Linked DNA regions of Sus scrofa: region 2 is linked to region 1. A link is a contact called in public Hi-C data. All regions are on one chromosome and are shown on one strand. The core of a region is the stretch at or near the end of the contact, and the rest is flanking DNA. Distances in the headings are between cores, read along the strand shown.

Region 1 (4,798 bases), core at 707-3,206:
GTCTCACTCAATGGGTTAAGGATCTGGCATTGCTGTGAGCTGTGGTGTAGGTGGCTTGGATCCCTCATTGCTGTGGCTCTGGCTTAGGCCGGCAGCTACAGCTCCGATTGCCCCCTAGCCTAGGAACCTCCAAATGCCGTGGGTGCGCCCCTAAAAAGACCAAAAAAAAATTGAAATCATGATTTGCAAACAGCATTATGTCATGATTTATTTAGCATTAGAGCATAATGATTTTTATATGTAACATTTTCATTTCTGTTTCTGACAACCACATAATGTTCCACTTACTGGGTATATAATTTTATCTTTTTTTTTTTTTTTTTTTTGCTTTTTGCTTTTTTGGGCTGCACCTGTGGCATATGGAAGTTCCCAGGCTAGGCGTCGAATTGAATCTATAGCCATTGACCTACACCATAGCCACAGCAAGGCCAGGTCTGAGCTGTGTCCGCAACCTACACCTCAGCTCACCGAAAAACCAGCTCCTTAACCCACTGAGTGAGGCCAGGGATCAAACCTGCATCCTCATGGATCCTAGTCAGGTTTGTTAACTGCTGGGCCATGAAGGGAACTCCTAACTTTATCTTTCATTAGCCTTTCTTTTGTTGTGTAATACTTTGACTATACCTGATATTGCACTGTTAGGAATATCCATGATGAATATATTTGTCTGTGCAGCTTTTCCAATATTGTGAACCATTTCCATAGATTCTCAGAGGAATTATGTGGTCAGATGGTAAACATTTTTATCAGCCTTGCTCCATGCCGCTCAGTTGATTTACCAAACGGATTTAATCAATTGAATATCAAGTTCCTTCTCTCCCTGTTAAGTATCATTAAGATAATCATTATTGGAATAGGGAGGAAATATTCATTTGAACTCATTATTACTACTGAACTTCTACTACTACTACATTTTCCATATATTAATTAGTTCCCTTTTTGTGAATTGTTTGTGCTTTTTCATGATAGTGTGCAAACCAAAGTCAGGCTTATTTCTAGAACTTTCTAATGTCCTCAAACTCTTCCTTTCATCTCAACTACCTGTGACTAGCAGGCCAGAAAATGTCCATAATGCACTATTCCCACCCTAGGTAACTCGATGGGTAACACTAGGTAACCAGTTCACTGCCATGAGGTTCCAGGCAAATCCCCACCTGCCTTTGTTACCTCCTTCCTTCTTGCTGCCCTCTGCTGCCTCAGAGAAGCGAAGCTGCCATTTCTGCACCTGGGAGAATTTGTTCCTGAAATCAGTGGTTCCCAGCACTAATGGCACATGAGAACCATCTGGGGAGCTTTTAAAATTCACAACACCCAGCACATTCTCAACACCAATTAAATCAGAGTCTCTAGGGGGGCACCTGGCATCAGTGTTTTTGAAAGTCCCCCTGAGGATTCCGAAATACAGCCAGGGTTGAGAACCACTGCTTTAAATCCAAAGACCCTGGACACTCAGGCTGCAAAGACCCATAAGCAGTGGCACCTGCCCTCTGGGAGCTCACATCTGGGCCATCGGGGTAGCAAAGCACATTCTAAAAATTGTTTAAGGGAGTGGTATATATATATATGTGTGTGTGTGTGTGTATGTGTATACACATGTATATATGCTCACACATACATACCTATATGTGCCACTTAATTAGTTATAACCTATAATTTGATCAACTAGTGGCATCCTTTCCAAAGAATGGCCTTTAAAGCACAGATTCCGAAGAACCATTTCTTGCCTAAGAAATGGTTGGTTATTGTTCCCTATGCTATATTTACTGAAGCAAAAATATATATGTAGTGATTAGAAAACTTATTTAGAAACTAGAGATTTAAAAGGATTTTCCTATTTCTCAAGAAATTTAAACGCATTCCACTATTGCTTCCTGAGTTTCTGCAGCAATACCCGTCTGTCCACTAGGTGGTGCTCTGAGCAAATTCATAAGCTGTTGGGCTTTGCCACAGTTCATGTCCTTAATATATCCTTTTAGAGAAATTCAATTTTTCTGGGGCAGAAATGGCTACTCATTCATAGTCTGGACATACCACAATCAGAAATGGTGTTTTACCTTTTACTTACAAAGTTAGGCTTGCGTGAACTGTATTTATACTATCAATCCACACACTGTCTTTAGAACTTTTTATATCTACCTTATTATGTTATTGAATTCTAGGGCATCTCCCTCCAATTATCAAGATGGTTATAGGCTTTAAAATGGCTAAACAGGCTTCATCTTACAGACACTCAGCCCATGCTTTTTCTATTAAAGCCAGTAATGAAATATAGCCCACATCATCTATTTATAAAGATCCAAACACACATTAGACCTCAAATAATTGAATTTATTTTTATGGGTTAAGTCATCTGCAATGTTATCTGAGACGGGATTAAATGGAAAGCATTTCTGACTCTTCTCAACAGAAATAGGTCCATCCTTGGCCCTGGGCCTGGGCGGTTGAGCCCTCGGCTAGACTAATAGACAGTGTTCAGCAAAAGGCAAGTCAGGATGGAGTGGCTGCTCACCGGGCTTGTGCAATTCTCAGGAAGCTTGATCCGAGTTTCCAGAGGCAGCTGGTCACTGCCTTCCCTGCAGCTGCCCTGGAAAAGGCAGGTTTCTTGACCATCCAGCAGCCCAAATGCCACAGTGCGTCCTGTGTTCAGCCACCTCTAACTTTAGGACCTGCCATTTTTGTTGATATGGATAGACCATTGGACCGAACTTGGACTCTTCTGTCAGAAAACTAAGCTTGATAATCAAGAGCCAGGAGAGGCTAAAATGGGTTTGCTCCCGTTTTGCACTACGAGAAATGTCACCTCAGGAAAACCGGGTATTAAGGAGCAGGGAAAACGACAGTCATATTTCACTGGCATGGCCCAGAGTTTGGCCGGTCTCTGAGCCTGCCTCAGCGAACATGATGCACTTGACATTCACAGCCGACCCTTGGATGAGGATGTTGTGTGGCCATGCCCGAGTGTTGCCATGGCACTCTTTCTGATTGCCCGTTGATTCTCTTTCCCGTCACTCCCAGAGCCCAGGTCAGCCTCTCGCCTGGGAGAGCAGAGCCCTTGATCCGCAGTGGGGCTTTTACGCAAACACCGCTTCCTCCTTCTAAGAAACCTTCCCCAGAGAACATTCGGTCCTTGGAAGGAGCACAAAAGTAAACATGGAGGATGAGGGAACACAGAACGGAACACCCACTAAGCCCTAGCTTTTCTCAAAAAGAGCAGTGCTGATGTCTCACCTCGATGGTGGGGGCGGGCGGGGGGTGGGGGGTGGCTGTGCCCTCAGGACAGGCGGATGCTCCACATCCGGTGGGCGATCACCCTGCAAGAGGCCCGCCAACCGGCAATGAGCTGCTGTTTATGTAAAACAACAGAGAGGAAGGACCCCGTGGGTTACATAAGGCTGATGTGGATGCACTGAGGCTTTTCCTCAATGCTCTTGGGTTGGGGGGCGGTCGGGGGAGAAGAGAGACGTGGATGACCCAGAACAAGGAGCGAGGTCAGAGACAGGTTGGGACCAAACCCAGTGGTTGCTACGTCATGCCTGTCACGCGCTGGTACATCAATGACCTCCTTTAACCCCTCCGTACCCCCGGGGGCGGGGGTGGGGGACCATCGTCCCAGCTTTGTAAACGGAAACACGAAACCTTAAAAAGGATGAGTAGGCAGTTGGTGCCAGGCCAGAAGCGGCCAGGTCTCCATCTGAATCCGGCCCCTCTGCCTCCAGGTCTCACCTTCTGTGAGATCAAGCTTTTCAGCTTCGTCTTCCCGGTTTCATCCACATCCTTCAAAGGAGGCAAAATAGTATTTCCCTATGAAGTGCTAGTTACCCCCAAGGATTGGGAATGGGGAACGGGCAGGATAAGGGGAGAATTTTGCTCTGTTAAGGGACCATGAAGTGCAACCAAGCTGATCCAAATGGTAGAAGCCAGCTTGCCTTTCTGTTGCAGCCAATATTTGGCTTTTTGGAGGATGGTGACACATAGAAACAATGCTCATTCTTTATTTTAAGATATGGGGACACAGCCCAGAGCTGCTTTTATCAACCCCTCCCCCCAACCTCAGCTTTAGTTCCCCAACTAATGAAAAGTGCATTTAAAATAGCCTTATTGCTATTCCCATCATGGTTCAGCAGTAAGGAACCCAGCTAGTATCCATGAGGACTTGGGTTCGATCCCTGGCCCCACTCCATGGGTTAAGGATCCAGCCTTGCCATGAGCTGTGGTGTATGTAAGTCACAGATGAGACTCCAATCCAGTGCTGCTGTGGCTGTGCGCAGGCCATCAGCTGCAGCTCCAATTCAACCCCTAGCCTAGGAACTTCCATATGCTGCAGGTGCAGCCCTAAAAAGACCCCCAGAAAAGGTTTGTTTTTTCTTGCTAAACACAATATTACCATACTTATTAAGTCTATAGATTATCTACAACGCTAAGTATCCTTTACACAGTAGCACTTAACACAGGATTTTTTTTTTTTTTTTTTTTTTTTTGTCTTTTTGCTATTTCTTGGGCCGCTCCCGCGACATATGGAGGTTCCCAGGCTAGGGGTCCAATTGGAGCTGTAGCCACTGGCCTACGCCAGAGCCACAGCAACACGGGATCCGAGCAGCGTCTGCAACCTACACCACAGCTCACGGCAACGCCGGATCGTCAACCCACTGAGCAAGGGCAGGGACCGAACCCGCAACCTCATTGTTCCTAGTCAGATTCGTTAACCACTGCGCCATGATGGGAACGCCCTAACACAGGATTTTAAACAATATCTGACCTATTTTAGTCAACTGGGAATGGCAAACTTTTTGGCTGAGGT
Region 2 (4,798 bases), core at 1,367-3,866, 390 kb after region 1:
CAATAAAACAGAAATTAAGGAAAGAAGTGAAAGACCTCCACAATAAAAACTATAAAACATTGCTGAAAGAAATATAGAGGACATAAACGGAAATACATGCCCCATTCTTAAGACTGGAAGACTAGTATTGTTAAAATGTTAATACTATGCAAAATGATCTGCAGATTCAATGCAATGCTTTTCAAAAGCCCAATGACTTTTTTTTGAGAAAATAGAAAAATACATCTAAAATTCTTATGGAATCTCAAGGGACCCTTTGATAATACTCAAGATAATTGGAAAAGGAACAACTTTGGAGGTCTCACACTTCCTGCTTTCAAAAACTTATTACTAAATAGTGATCGAAAGTGTGGTATGGGAGTTCCCATCGTGGTATAGAGGGAACGAATTGACTATATTCATGAAGACATGGGTTCAATCCCCGGCCTCACTCAGTGGGTCAGGGATCCGGCAACACCATGAGCTGTAGTACAGGTTGCAGACTCAGCTCGGATCCTATCTTGCTATGGCTGTAGCAAAACCCAGCAGATGTGGCTCTGATTTATTTCACCCCAACCCTGGGAACTTTAATATGCCATAGGTTTGGCCCTAAAAAAGCCAAAAAAAAAAAAAAGTGGTGTGAAGTTCCCGTTGTGCCTGAGCAGGTTAAGAAGCCAACATAGGGTCCTCAAGGATGCATGTTCATCCCGGGTCTTGCTCAGTGGGTTAAGGATCCAGGGTTACCACAAGCCATGGCATAGGTTGCAGATGCAGCCTGGATCCGGCATTACCATGGCTGTGGTGTAGGCCTGCAGCTGCAGCTCCAATTTGACCTGTGCGTAGCCTAGGAACTTCCATATGCTGCAAATGCAGCTATTAAAAAAAAAAAAAAAGTATGGTGACAGCATAAAGACAGACATGTAGACCAGCGGAACAATTGAAAAGTATAGAGAGCCCAGGAGTAAACCCTTGCATACACAGTCAAATGATCCCTGACAGGGTGCCAAGGCCACTCAATGGGGAAAGGACAGTCTCTTCAACAAATAATTTTGGGAAAACTGGGCATCTACAAGCAAAAGAAGAAAACTGGACACTTATCTTCCACTACACTCAAAAAAAATCAACTCAAAATGGATTAAAGACCTAAACATAAGCCCCCAAACTACAAAACTTTAAGAAAAACAACAGAGAAAAGCTTCAAGACAATGGTCTTGGCAATGATTTCTTGGAATATGACAGGCAACAAAAGAAAAAAAGATGCGAAACTCTAACTTTAAAACCTTTGTGCACTGAAAGTCAAAATCAAAAGAGAAAACAAAAGAGAGAAAAGGCAACTTAAAGAATGACAGAAAACATCTGCAAATCATATATACAATAAGGGGTTAACATCCAGAACATATAAAGGACTCCCACAACTCAACAACAACAAAAAAAAACATGATTAAAAACTGGGCAAAAGACTTGAACAGGCATTTCTCCAAAAACAATATACGGAATAGCCAACCGTCATATGAAAAGATCATCACTAATCTTATCATTAGCTCAACATCACTAATCTTAAAAGAAATACAAATCAAAACCACAATGAGATATTTTCACACTCATGAGGACAGCTACTGTCAGGAAAACAGAAAGTAAATGTCGGTGACGATGTGCAGCTGGAACCCTTGTACTGTTGATACGAAATGTGAAATGGTGCAAACAGTAGGGAAAACAGTATGGTGGGCCCTCAAAAAAACTGAAAACTAGAACCATCATACGACCCAGCAATTTTACTTCTGGGTATACACCCAAAAGAAGTGAAAGCAGAGTTTCAAAATGTATAACCCAGAGTTCCCATCATGGCTCAGTGGTTAACGAATCCAACTAGGAACCATGAGGTTGCTGGTTCAATCCCAGACCTCACTCAGTGGGTTAAGGATCTGGCGTTGCCATGCGCTGTGGTGTAGGTGGCAGATGCGGCTTGGATCCTGCGTTGCCATGGCTCTGGCATAGGCCAGCAGCAACAGCTCCGATTAGACCCCTAGCATGGGAACCTCATGTGCTACGGGTGCGGCCCTAGAAAAGACCAAAAACAAAAGTGATAGGATGATATTCTAGCTATTGGCAGACACCTGCTATATATCTAATATATACAGAAGCTCTACAGAAAAAAGAAAGCTAGTATAATATACTTCTACTGGATGGTACGCTACTAACACAATGCCAGTTTTTTATATTTACAGAGCTTTCTTACTCTCCAAACCAGGTCCAATAGAGAACACATTTGGGAATAGTAAGACTAAATGAGGCCATGTCATCTATAGAGTCACATCAGCCATAAATACGCAGTGTGCTGAAAGTATTCCTACGATCACATGCTATCAATCGGCCAGTGCAGTCTACAACTTCAATGTACTGCTAGCTAGCCAGCTAGATATGCCATTGAGGGGCCCTCAGAGGCCTGAACTCTCACTGAATCAACAAAAATTTAACACGTACATGATTTGAGGTTCTCCTCACTGATCCATTCCACTAACCTAGCAGAAGAAATAATGGCTCACCATCATTAAGACAGTCAATGCAAGGCGGTACATATAAGCAAAAAGCTGCAGACAAGATCTGAAATGAGCCAGAGGTTCCCTAACTGTTCTTAGTGCCCTGTGCTATTTGAAGAATGCATACTACTCTCCAGCTCTAGTTACTATTTATATAAAAGTTACACTGGTAAAATTACTATTTAGTAAACAACTAATTTGAAGGTGATTATCAATCTCCTCCAACATGGTTTCTGTACTATACGATTAGATTTACCACAGCCAAGGACTATAAAAATATTTTAAATTAAGGCATGAAAGCCTATCATTCATAACAAAATATCCACATCCTACTTACCTTCTGTATTACTGACTGTTGGTTCAGGAGTGATCCTCCCATCATGAACACTGGCGCCCTCCTCATCTGCATACATCGTATGGTCATCTTCCCTGTTTTCCGGCCACTGTGGCACCTCTCTTGTGTCTGTTGAGCAGCTACACACATCTTCATTCTTGTTGAAGTATCTCTGTAGCCATCCTGGCACAATATTCTTAACAGATTCTGTAACCCTGCTAAGAATGCCCTGTTGAGGGGAAAAACATGTAAGGCAGTTTTAGGAATTTCTCTTTTAAATAAGTACCTATTTACAGAAGGCCATACCAAGCATGTCTCCAACAATGTTTTCTAAAATTCAGTTACTTGAGTTAATGCTAAGTTAATGTATTTTACAAATTCTATAGACATGAAATTCCTACCTTTTTCTTTCTTCCATATGCATATGCATATGTCCATGAGTCAGTAACTGCCCCAAGTGGCCACAAGATTATTCTAATCTTTAAAAAAAAAACTCCAGGAGTTCCCATCGTGACGCAGTGGTTAACGAATCCGACTAGGAACCATGAGGTTGCGGGTTCAGTCCCTGCCCTTGCTCAGTGGGTTAAGGATCCGGCATTGCCGTGAGCTGTGGTGTAGGTTGCAGACACGGCTCAGATCCTGCGTTGCTGTGGCTCTGGCGTAGGCCGGTGGCTACAGCTCCGATTCGACCCCTAGCCTGGGAACCAAACAAACAAAAAAAAACTCCAATAGGCCATCAAAAAGCAACAAATTTTAGATTTAGTAATAAAATATGCACTAAAATGTTATAATCCCAAACGAAAGGCATCCATCTTGATCCCAGCACATTAAGAGAAGCAATATAAGCAATACTTTCAACAGTTTCCATAAGGAATTACTTTACTGTATAGTCTTTAAGAATAAAGTTTTTTGTTTTTGTTTTTTTGTCTTTTTAGGGCCGCACTTGCGGCATACGGAGATTCCCAAGCCAGAGGTCCAATTGGAGCTATAGCCACCGGCCTACACCACAGTCACAGCAACGCAAGATCTGAGCCGAGTCTGAGACCTACACCACAGCTCACGGCAACGCCAGATCCTTAACCTACTGAGCCAGGCCAGGGATCAAACCTGTGTCCTCACGGATGCTAGTCGGGTTCATTAACTGCTGAGCCACGATGGGAATTCCAAGAATGACGATTCAGACAAATAAAAATGAGAATTTTTTTAAAAGACAGGCAATAAGACAACTAATCGAACATAATAACCTTAAGACACAAACTAAGATTTTTTTGATGGTTAAAACTGCATTATACCAAATGTTGCCTGAAAAACCAAGAATTTTATTACAGTTTAAAGGCAGAAAAGGTGTGGCATAACAACTATCAATATTATTAACATTAATCACAGCTTTGCTACATGTCAGACACTGTTGTCAGCAGTTTATACATATTCAATTTAATCCTCACAATAATTTTATGAAATTGGCTTTAATAGTGCCACTTTATAGATGAAGAGAGACAATGAAGTGTAAGTCACCCAAGGTACAAACCCAAATGCTGTGGTCTATCTAGCAAACAGTAAAAGCATGGACTCTGGGACTGACAGGACCTGGGGGAAACATGAGTATCTCCCTGTACTCTTGATTTATTCTAGGTAAAATAAGAACACCACTTACTACTGAACAGGTGAATATTCAGTAGTAGTTATTCTAAATAGGAGCAGGATAACCCTGCTACTATTCCCTGATAGAATTATAACAAAGATCAAATGAAATAATATGAAAGCACTTCACAATTGACAAAATATAACAGAAACGTATATTGGTAATTTCACTAATGAGAAAAAAAAAAAGCTAGCAGAAACAACTTGGGGTGAGATAACCAGTAACCAGTTTTAGGCAATGATTTCCTTCACAGACTACCATTAGCAGGATTTCAGACAAAGTCACAGAAGAGGGAAAAAAAATGAA

Evidence for each region. A called contact is a pair of places that touch in the nucleus more often than the background predicts.
Region 2: a contact with region 1 is called in a Hi-C map of skeletal muscle, with 5 times the contacts expected there. The contact joins two enhancer-like sites. A contact is called at or near these places in 1 of 47 Hi-C or Micro-C datasets (skeletal muscle) and 1 of 2 datasets of contacts at active chromatin or transcription factors (skeletal muscle).

What each region holds. Positions count from the first base shown.
Region 1 is chr7:13,061,420-13,066,217 of Sscrofa11.1, forward strand. No RefSeq gene overlaps it. Among named protein-coding and RNA genes, the nearest start is that of STMND1, 51 kb to the left of the region's middle. Within about 2 kb of position 1,957, at least 6 of the 83 cell types and tissues checked have an H3K27ac peak or open chromatin away from gene starts, as enhancers often do. A contact at or near this core is called in skeletal muscle, where this site is marked.
Region 2 is chr7:13,448,000-13,452,797 of Sscrofa11.1, forward strand. It overlaps NUP153 (nuclear pore complex protein Nup153), which reads right to left. Exons shown (of 22, transcript XM_001926651.6): 2 at 2,854-3,079. Among named protein-coding and RNA genes, the nearest start is that of NUP153, 16 kb to the right of the region's middle. Within about 2 kb of position 2,617, at least 3 of the 83 cell types and tissues checked have an H3K27ac peak or open chromatin away from gene starts, as enhancers often do. A contact at or near this core is called in skeletal muscle, where this site is marked.